Linked DNA regions of Mus musculus: region 2 is linked to region 1. A link is a contact called in public promoter capture Hi-C data. All regions are on one chromosome and are shown on one strand. The core of a region is the stretch at or near the end of the contact, and the rest is flanking DNA. Distances in the headings are between cores, read along the strand shown.

Region 1 (4,995 bases), core at 1,549-4,048:
GCTACATAGTAAACTCCAGGCCATCCTCAGCTACAGAATAAGATCCTATTGTCAAAGGAAGCGGGGAGCAGAATTAAATAAAGGTATTTGAAATAACATCATTGTTAAATATGGGCATAAGAAGTGTGCTTATCAATTCTGTAGACATGACAAAGCTGAGATGTCAGCTTATATGCTAAGTAATAGAACTGGCCCTCAAAAGAAATGCTGGAGGGGCAGGGGCGTATAATACAGTTGTATAGCCTGTGCTTAGCATGTTCATGACCCTGGGTTCAATGAAGGAGAGGGAGAGAGGCAAAAAGAAAGGGAGAGAAAGTGAACAAGATAGAACAGTTTCATTGGCACAAGGTTATATCCATCAATTTACATATTGTCTATGGCTGCCTTTGTATGGCAGAACTGAGTAGCTGTCACAGACTATAAAGCCTAAAATATTGTTTGGCCTTTTATGACCCTTGATCTAGATGTATTAAAATTTAACTTGTTTAGTCCATGACAAAAATCAACATAAGACAAGACTAAGACAAGACTGGCCCAAAGGTAAAATTTAAAAGTGTTATTTAAAAAAAAAAAAAGTATTATTTTAGATTTACTAAAAGTTAGGCTGAAGGTGTAGACAATGGGAAAGTGACACTGGGCAGGCATGGGCCCCAGGCCTGATACCCAACAGCCAATAAAAACGCAACTTAAGAAGTTAAAGAGGTAGCACATTCCATCAGTAAGGGGTCCACGGGTACTAAGGGCCCAGGCACTTATAATGCTGATACAGCAAGCTGATCACACACACACACACACACACACACACACACACACACAACTAGTGGCTGGGTGCTAACAATGTGATTCACACCTAGAGTACGGTGCTCAGTTCAGAACCTCTCAAAGACATGATTAAGGTCCATACTGTTCGGGGCAGATTAAAAAAAAAAAAAACCAACTCATAAGCATGCTCCTCCAAATGAATAAATGTAATAAACATTTTTTAAAACTTCCAGTGCCCCCTCCAGTTATGCATACATTAAAGATGTACATCCCCTGCAAAAGGTTGACAAAATTGTGGTGTTTTTATATTTTCTAGTTTTACTATCAAAATTGGTGTGAATGTCTCAAAACAGGTAAATACAGGATATATATCTCATGTGGATAAATAATGTATAAGGGAGCATAATACATTTTCAAAAAAATTACAAGTCAGGGGTGATGCCCCATATACTGTGTAGGTCAAGGCTGGAGGATTAGAAGTGAGTTTAAGGTTTTCCTGGGCTAGAATAGACCTGCTCTCAAAAAACCAAAATAAATAAAAGAGTTACCATCTAGGGAAATGTTCTCATATCTATGTATATAGTAGATGAATAAGATACAGTGTGTTCTCTTCAAATTTTCAGGTTTTTTTTTACCTTATTCTTAAATGATCTAAGGAAAAAGCAAACAAGCACTTTAATACAGTGAATATAAAGCACTTTAATAAAAAATGAATATACCTGAACTACCAATATCTGTTCTTTAAAACCAGGGGCAGAGATTTGGCTTTCATTAAGGTTTTGTTGCAGTTAATGAGAAAGAGGCAAACCAATCCCAAGAAACCCATAAAACCACCCAGCAGACATGTTTCCACACAGCTCCAAGATGGAGGTTTGAGAGGCAATGCTTGATCTAAGCGAGGATGAATACCCTCAGGGACTCTCTACCAAAGTGGTAGTAGGCTCTAGGACACCATCCATCCTTCTGGGTTTTACAGACAGGGACGGTGGATTCCCTACCCTTTCCCAGGGCCATTGATTTTCTCTTTAAATATACAGTGTAGCCCTTTCTGGTACTTCTTTCAGAAAACCTCTGGGTCACGTCCTGGGTTGATTTTCTCCTTGACCAGCACCTTTGGGTCTGTGTGCTCTTACATCTGCCTGCCCCAAATCCTTTCCTACAGCATCCACTGGTAGCTCTGGTGTAAATTTAAAACCGGTCATTCTCTTTCTCCCATAATGGCAGCCCGGACACAGTCCTCTCACCTCCAAGACTCAAATAATTTCAAATAACGTAAATGCACCCACATTGACTTTAAATATTATTCCTGTTTGAGGTTGGACCGTGCTGATAATGTGTTACGTTTGGCATATTAACTGTCATTTGTAATTGTTCTTCCTTCTGAGGGTCAAAGCATCATTTCAGGGCACTAAAAGTTCTTGGGGAGGGGGGCCTAGAGAGAGGCCAGGCCCTAATCACTCTGTTCTCTCCCAGCGACATCGCTGCTCCACCCGCGGTCACCCGCCGCGCGTCTCCTCACAACCGGTTCCTTCCCGCCCGCAACCCTCCGCCGGCCTCGCCACCGGGCTCCCACCTCTTCGGTGCCCGCCCACCGTGCTGCACGGACCCGCTCGCCTGGGCCTTGGGTAGCTCCGCGAAAGGACCGGGTCCGCTCGCGATCCCCGCCCGTCACGCCCCGCCCGGCCCTGGCCCCGCCCCGCCTCGCTTCGCTTCGCTCCCGCCCCGCCTCAGCCTCAGAGGAGTTCCCAGGCGCGCGCCCTGCGCAGCCCCGCCCCGCCCTCTCCTGGCAGGGGCTCCGCCTAGAAGCGCCACCTCACTTGCGCGTCTTTCCTCAGGACTACCTTTACATTGCATTGCCTCGGGGAGGTGGGGGGGCCTCCAAGAGATCTCGGGGGACATGCCCTCGCGCGGGCACGCACACGCACGGCCCCGCCCCGCCCCTTTCACCCTTCCTGCGACCGCCCGGCTTTCTCAGCTCGGCTGTCCCAACCCACTCCCGGCCCCGCCCCGCCACATGCCCCGCCCACTCCAGATCAGACCACGCCCCTCATGCCGGCCCCGCGCACGCGCGCCTACCCAGCCGAGTTCTTTTCCCCCCCCACCCCTCCCTGCTGGTACCTCAGTCCCGCGGCGCCAGGTCGCCCCCAGCCCCTCCCTCTTGCCACCCTCTGTGTGTGTCCCACCCTCACGGGCTTTGTGGCCTAGGTTGCCGAGCCGCTTCCCGGTCAGCCGCTCAGTGGAGGAAGGAGCCGCCAGTGAGGTGCAGCCGCTCGCTGCCCCGGGCAGGGGCACAGGTAGGTGGCGGCCGCGGGCCGGGCCGCTCGCCGAGCCTCAGGCAGCGCGTGGGTGCGGGGGCGGAGTGTGAGGGGCTGGGGGAGGGGAAAGGCCCTAGGGACGAGGTAGAGCTCGCGGTGGGAGGGGTGGGAGGATGAAGAGGTAGGGGTGCCTGAGGTGGGCTTAAGGGTGGGGTCCGCGGCGTCCCGGGTTAGACTGAGGGTGTGTGAGAATTTAGGGTTCTGGGCGGGAGAGGGAGCGGATTTAGCTTAGGTGGACTTGGGGAGAAGCTTGGGTGGGAGTGCCGGGAAAGGGGGAAAGAAAAGGGGTTGAGGAGTGCACCAAGGGAAGGAGCTAGGGTTGGAATAGGGGGAGGGGTGGGGCGGGGGGGGGCAGGGAAGAAACTAGTTGAGGCCGTGGATTGGGAAGTTGGAGATAGTGAGGCGTGAAGAAAGGGGAATCTGAAGGTTGAGGACGCAAAACCGGGAAAGAGATGGGGAGACTAGGGTGCTAAGAGGAACCTCGATGGTGAGAGGAAGACTCGTGAGGAGGGAGAGAAGGATGGGGGCTGGAGACGGGTCGCTAGAAGACAGGTGGAGGCGGGGTTGAGTCTTTTGAGGGGCACGGGAGAGTCTGGGATGTGAGGAAGATGGGTAGAAGATCTGGGAGTGAATGGGGAAGGTTAGAATTTGGGGGGTGGGGGACTGAAATTTTTTCTGTTTGAAAAGCTAAAGAGTGGGTAAAACTATCAAGATGTGGGAGAGATTAGCTTGCTCTTGGACAAAGTATGGGCCCGGATAGGACATGAGTTTCTGCAGTTTGGGGGAGAAGGCAGGTAGGGAAGTGGCAAGTTACAGGGAAAAAAGAAGTAGTGGGAAATTGAATAATGGCGGTGACACAGAACAATGAAGATGGATTGTTAGTTGGTTAGAGATACTTTGGAACTACTTTCTCTTCGGATTTCTTCCTATGTTAAGAAAAAGTCTTTAAAAACCACTACATTTTCAAATGAGCCAAAGGTGTCTGCAGTCTTGAGATGAAGGTAGTGGGTTGACAGATGTTTTCCTGGTGTGTGGATATGGCGGATTTCTGCCCTGGCAGAGTGAAGGGGGAGCGCTTCATCCTTGAGTGAGCCCTGGTTCTGTTTCCACCCACTCTTCCTCAGATGACCACTGTTTTTTACTATAGTCCCTGCCCTCTTAACTCCCAGTTTGAGCCATTGTGAGTTCCAGAGAGATCAAATGGCCGGTGATGTTAATTTTGAGTGTTTTAAGAATATTTTTAAGGCTGATGTTGTATTTTTATTCTTGAGATACAAGTGGGAAGATCTTGTGCTTTGGAATTACACAGACCTGTGATTGAATTCAGGCTCTCTCACTTAGGAGTTGTGAGCCTTAAGTTCCTTCATTTCTCTGAGGCTCTTCATCCATAAAGTGGCAATACTGACCTCATAGGATCAGTGATTGCATGACATCATTTTATGTTGTACCTTACAGTGCTTGTTAGCTTGTAGGTATATAAAAAATGGTAGCTTTCAGTCACATCTGGAATCATTATTGTTGATCATTATTTTGGCCTACTTATTCTTAGAAGACTGATTTATTAAGGTTAGGTGTTCTTTCTGATTTTTGGTTTTGGTATTTTTTTTCCTGAACCATAGGCTCAGCTCACAGTTTTAGCACTATTACCCTGATGCCTCTCTCCTCTTTCCTCTCTTTGTCTGGAATAATTTTATGCTTTTTGCTTGGAAGCTGGATTCAAGGTTTTAAAACTTATGTTTGGTTGTCAATTATTTTATCCTTCTCTCATTTAAAGATGTTTTACAGAACTGAATTTTTAATGTACCAAGGTTATATTTCATTTATTTGAAGAAATGATATGCTTTGTGCTAACTTTAGCTTCACTAATGTAATGTGAATGCACTGCTGTACATTTTTAATGCTTTGTAATGCTTAGGTA
Region 2 (5,506 bases), core at 1,280-3,779, 1.2 Mb before region 1:
GGTAAGTTACAGTTTATAAATTTGAAGTAAGTTTATTATATATGTGTCAATACCTTATTGACTGTACTAACATCTTGGCCAAAGCTAACGAAGACTTTCTTTCTATGGTTAGATGTTCACCATACTTAAAACATGAACATGTCACTCACTTTCACTTCCACTTTTAGACTCTTTTAAGGAAGCTTTACTTTTTTTTTTTAACCATTTTCTACACTAGCCAAATAAAACTATGCAAAGAAAAGAGCACAGTATCTAAGAGGTTAAGGTAACTTCCTTTTGTTTATAATATTTTTAAAATGAGAAACAGCTTAAACTTCTCTTCCCAACATTGATGGTGTTTAAGCCCTCCGTATAATTTGTTTATAAAGGCACCATAAAGCACACTGTATGCTCGTGAGCTATCTTAAGAAAAGCCAAATCAAACAATATTTCATAGTTTTACAAGTTGTGGCTAATCTGTAGTAGGATGTAAGTGTACACCATATTTCTGAGGGGATACACATGGGCTCTGAGTAAAGAAAATGTTAAGTGCATACACACGCAGTCGACATTTAAAACTTGCCACAATTCAACATTTGGGAATGGCATTTTCCCTAAATAATCAAATCCACTTGGGATTATCTTATTTTATTCCTTTCAAAACAGAGTATGTTGTTTCACCAAGTGCTTCAAACACATTCCTGCTCCAAGGTACGCTCTGGAGGGGGGAGGGGATACATCTATAGATATAAAAGGTTATATGACCTCCGCGAGCTAATTATTAAATTCATTCCAACAAATCACAATTCAAATTGCATTTCTGGACACTAAGATTACAAAAGATCGCAGAACGTCAAATGTTTAAGGAATTACTTTTGTATCGAAATGAAGAAACATGGTATACTAAAACTAAAATCTCACGCAAGGTACAAGATTCGTCTGCTTTAAAGTTTGATAATCTTCTTTTTTAAAATGTTTAACCAACGTTAAGATAACAGTAATTAATCCCATTCAGGTACTGACTAGAAATCCCGCTGCTTCTTTGAGGTCTAACCACCTCATTCTTTTGTAATCCTGATATCAAAAGGATCAGAAACCACTTGCGAAGGCGTGCGACACACTGGGGAAGTGCTGTCTGTTTACAAATACGAATCTCACAGTTACCCACGTCAAAAGCGCGCAGTACCAGCACCTCTCGACTGGGGGGCGGGGGACAGAGACGGCGGGTGAGCAGGAAACGAAATCCACACAAACCTACCTCTGCTCCCTCCCGACAAGGACAAGCCCGGGGGATGGCGGGGAGGACACGCTGTGTGTGTGTGTGTTTACAAGTGTATATATACATACACATACACAGGGTGAAAGAAAGGCACACAATACAGACAAACACGCACTGGATCTAAGCGAAGGCTAGACCAATCCCGTTAACTCAGATACTCCTACCCCGTCTACAACAGGTTTCGGTGGCCGGACGGGCGCCCCAGCTTTCCCTAAGGTCGGCCCCCCAAAGCCCTCCTCAGGCCGCCCAGGCCGCCTTCTCGACTTCCCTCCTTCCCTCGGCTTTCCCCTGGGACACCAGAAGCCAGTTCCAGCCCAGGAGGAAGTGCCAGGCCCCGAGGGGGCGGCGGAGACGCGCTCCGGCGGCGCGGACACCTGCGAGGCGCCGCACCTGAAGGGGACAAGCTGGGGGCCCCCGGGCTCAGCGGCCGAGCACACCCCCTCGGCAGCCCGCGCAGCGCGGCGGCCCGCAGCCCCGTACCTGAGAAGCCCGCGAGCTACAGGCGCGCGCGACGCCTCCTCATCTCAGAGGCTCCGGCTCCCCCTCCGCCTCCCGCCGCCGCTGCCGCCCCCGTCGCCGTCGCCGCCGCCGCCGTCGCCGCCGCCGATGGAGGCCAGGACACGACGAGCTCAGGACTCCACCGCCATGTCCGCCGCGCCGCGAACTGCATTGTGGGGGGGAAGGGACGGGGAGGGGGAGGAGGAGGGAGCGAGAGAAAGAGGAGGACCCGCTGAGGGGAGGGGGCTGAGGGAGAGTGGCGCCCGGCCGAGGGGGGAGGGGAGTCGGAGGCTCTCCCCAGCCTGGGATCCCGATTGGGATGGGAGGAGATAGCCTCGGAGGCGGGGAGCAGAGCCTCCCAGAGCTGGGTTCAGGGGCTCCCTCTTCTTTAATTCTGGGGATCCCCCCCAAGCACCCGTCAAACCTCGGCGGAGGAGGGGGTAGACCGGGGGGCGTGGGGGGAGGGGCTTCGTTCCGGGGCTCGTGGCGGTCGCCCGGAAACAATGAGGAGGGGATGGAGGTGGGAGGACGGCGCGCACACACCCGCGCTGAGGAGGGAGAGCGGGCGAGCGCGCGCGGGCTCCGATCGGCGCCCGAGCTGGGGGCGGGCGGGCCCCCGAGGGAGAGAGGAAGGGAGGGAGGGAGGGAAAGGGTCGGAGCTACCCGCGGCTCGCTGGCTGGAGCGGGCCTGCAGGGAGAGAGAAAGAGAGAGAGAGGGTCCTGCGGTCCAGCACGCCGACGCCGGGAAGCGGCGCGAGGACGCCGGCGAGCTTAGGGTCGCGTGCACCGTCGCGCTTCTCACGTCAGGCTCCCTGGCTGCGGGCGCCTTGCCTGAGGCCCCCGGGCGGGAAAGGGGGCAGGTTGCCTAGCTGTGCCCCAGGGAGAGGCCGTAGATGTGCAGGCTCGGGCTTGTCACTGTCCGACAGCCCACGCATTTCTTGAATCCTCCGCGACCATTCCTGACTTCTGAGCACTGTCGAGCAGCTAGCAGGAGGGAGCCCCCCACCCCTTCACCCTTGCATCCAGTCCAGTTTTGCATCACCTCAGGACTAACAAAGCAGAGAAATCTTGAGAAATAGTTCGAAAACCATTTCTTTAGTTTCAGGTGGGCATAGAAACAACTACCAAGAACGGCTTCCCTCCTTCCTCCTTTTTTTTTTTTAAATGTGTTAGCTTCCTCTCATTTAAATTTACACTCATGGAAGACTAGAAGGCTTTGTTAGTTTATTTTAATGACACCCCCCCCCCCCGCCCTCAAGCCTCGAGATTATTATTTGACCAGTCTCCTACTTCACTCAGAGCTGGTCAAATCACACAACTGCAGTCCTTGAGGTGGATATTTACTAGGCAGAAAAAGTGTATGGCACTAAACGTGGGGTTTTATAAAGGGAAGCAGCTGAATCTTAAATATTTACAAGGTAATGACAAATTTTCTTGTGACTCACAGACCAGAGCTGCTAAGAGGCTACAGAGAGGCAATTGTCTCTGCAGAGTTCATCGACTTCCTGCTACATCCCAGAACTAAACACCTCTCACATGATATGTCCGTCAGAATCCCCAAAGCTGAACAAGCTTAGTGAGAAGGGACCAAGCATTGCCAACTTACTTCTAGGCATCGAGCTGAGGAGGCTTCATACACTTAACCACCTAATCTTCATAATGATCTTGTGACAATAGATACTATGGCTTCCATTTGCAGAGGAGAAAATATGCTCTGACAATCCCCTTCCCCCTGTCTCTGACTCCAGCAGACCCAGGAGCTGTGGATAGAGGGTAGCCAGTCAACCCTTCCAGCTTGGGGCGATTATCAAACTAATAAAAAATCCAGAGTTGCCTCATCTGAAACATTTTTAAATGTGTCCAAACTTCAGAGAGATAAGGTAAAGAACAGAAGAGGAAATGAAAGTGAAAACCGAATGTTAGGTGTGGTAGATTACAGCTGTAATATCAGCATTCTGGAAGCTGGGGCAGGATGATCACCAGGTCAAAGCCAGACTCTGTAGCCCAGGCTGGCCTCGAACTCAGAAAGCCGCCTGTCTTTGCCTTGATCTCTTTAAAAATAAAAAATAGACTTATAGCTTCCACAATAACATGTTCATTTTTTTGTTTTGGCTTTTTTGTTTCTTTTCCTTCTTTCTTTCTTTGTGGTGTTTGGGGGAGATTGGAAGAGCAGAGGACAGATATGAAGGAATGGGGAGAAGAGTGGGGTGGGGGCATATGATGTGAAATTCACAAAGAATTAATAAAATGTTTAAATAAATAAACGACTTGTATGGTGGAGTGGTGGAGTACACCATTAATCCCAGCAGGGGATAGGAAGGCGGGAGTAGGTGGATCTTTTGAATTTTTGGCCAATATGAAAAGGAGTTACAAAGCAGCCAGGGCTACCAAGTAAGACCTTGTCTCAAAAAACCAGGATTTGGGCAGATAGCAGCTCAATGTAACAGTACTTGCCTAGCATGTAAAGGGCTCCGAGTCTGATCCTCAGTGCTGGAAAGAGAATAATGAAAACGTAAAGCTGATAGACACACTTAAAAGGATTACCAACACGCTCCTCACTGATATTAATGTCATTGGACCAAATTCAACTGAACTCCTGATTACTTAGTATAAGCAAATCATAGTTCAGTGCCTAGACAAACTACACAGACTGCTGTTCAGAAATCTCACTGTTGAGCAAGGAAGGTAGTTTTATTAACCTGTAGTCAATAGAGCATATGACTATACAGAGAAACCCTGTCTCAAAAAAAAAAAAAAATAGAGCATATTAACAAAGAGTTAGGCAAATACACTAGAGAATGTGATAAATTCTATGTGGGCGAGCCTCCATCAGAAGAGATAGACCCTAGACCTTCAAGGATTACCTGTTTTGTGCCAAACACATGTTTATGATTCAGCAGACAACATTTAGTCTACAGTATGAAAATATTGAGTCTACAAGAAAGCTTCAGCCAGATGAGAAAGTCCTGTGTCTCCAGATAACTCCCTTTTCCTATTTTTCAAGATCCAACTCTTATTTAGTTGTTGTTATTGCTTAAGACGGGCTCTCTGGTAGCTCAAGCTGGCCTCCAGCTAGCCATGTAGCTGAGGATGACCTTGAACTCCAAGTCTTAGGATCACAGGTATGTACTGCCGTACCCCTTTATTCTTGTGTCCTTTACTAAATCTGATCACACAAACATCACACTCTCTCCAATCTCTGGATCCCAATTATTTTACCTGTCGGTCACCAATAGATTATAATCTTAAGCACAAATACTTATATTTGTATTGCACTGCCTCCATATTTGCTGAGTTGAATGCTTGGGCTGCCATACTCCTATTTATCATTACAACTAGATAATTCTGGTATTCTGACAGGAAGAATGAGGAAATACAGGGTTTAACCAATGCCAGCATTCATTAAATATATCAAAGACAGAACCTGAATGCCAGGTCTATGTTCTTTGCTTTGAACTACAGAGTACTGAAAAAATTACAAATCCCAGGCTGCTCTGTGAAAATACTCAGAGAACCTGTAATACTTTCAGGAACAGTCCCATGGTTGTAGTTAAGGCCTTAAATTTAGACTTCCCATCTAGATGTCCCAGGAACTCTGCTTCATCCTAAAAGGTGAAATTTTCTTCCAGCTAAAGTTTGATTCTGTCTACAAAATGAGAAGTAGAATTATCTAGTGAACCGATACTTTTATCTGTTATCTTCTTAGATAATGGGGCTATGTTATTCAGCTTCTATTAATAAAATGACATA

What was found. Promoter capture Hi-C pulls out the DNA fragments that hold promoters and counts their contacts.
Region 2: a promoter capture Hi-C map of pre-B cells shows a contact between it and region 1, with 4 times the contacts expected there. The contact joins the promoter of Tut4 here to the promoter of Lrrc42 in region 1. A contact is called at or near these places in 2 of 39 promoter capture datasets (the 3T3-L1 cell line and pre-B cells).

Annotation. Positions count from the first base shown.
Region 1 is chr4:107,251,336-107,256,330 of GRCm38.p6, reverse strand. It overlaps Lrrc42 (leucine rich repeat containing 42), which reads left to right and starts at 2,798. Exons shown (of 8, transcript NM_029985.2): 1 at 2,798-3,056. Hspb11 (heat shock protein family B (small), member 11) reads right to left here and starts at 2,428. Exons shown (of 6, transcript NM_028394.3): 1 at 2,336-2,428.
Region 2 is chr4:108,456,433-108,461,938 of GRCm38.p6, reverse strand. It overlaps Tut4 (terminal uridylyl transferase 4), which reads right to left and starts at 2,529. Exons shown (of 31, transcript NM_175472.4): 1 at 2,300-2,529; 2 at 1,739-1,922.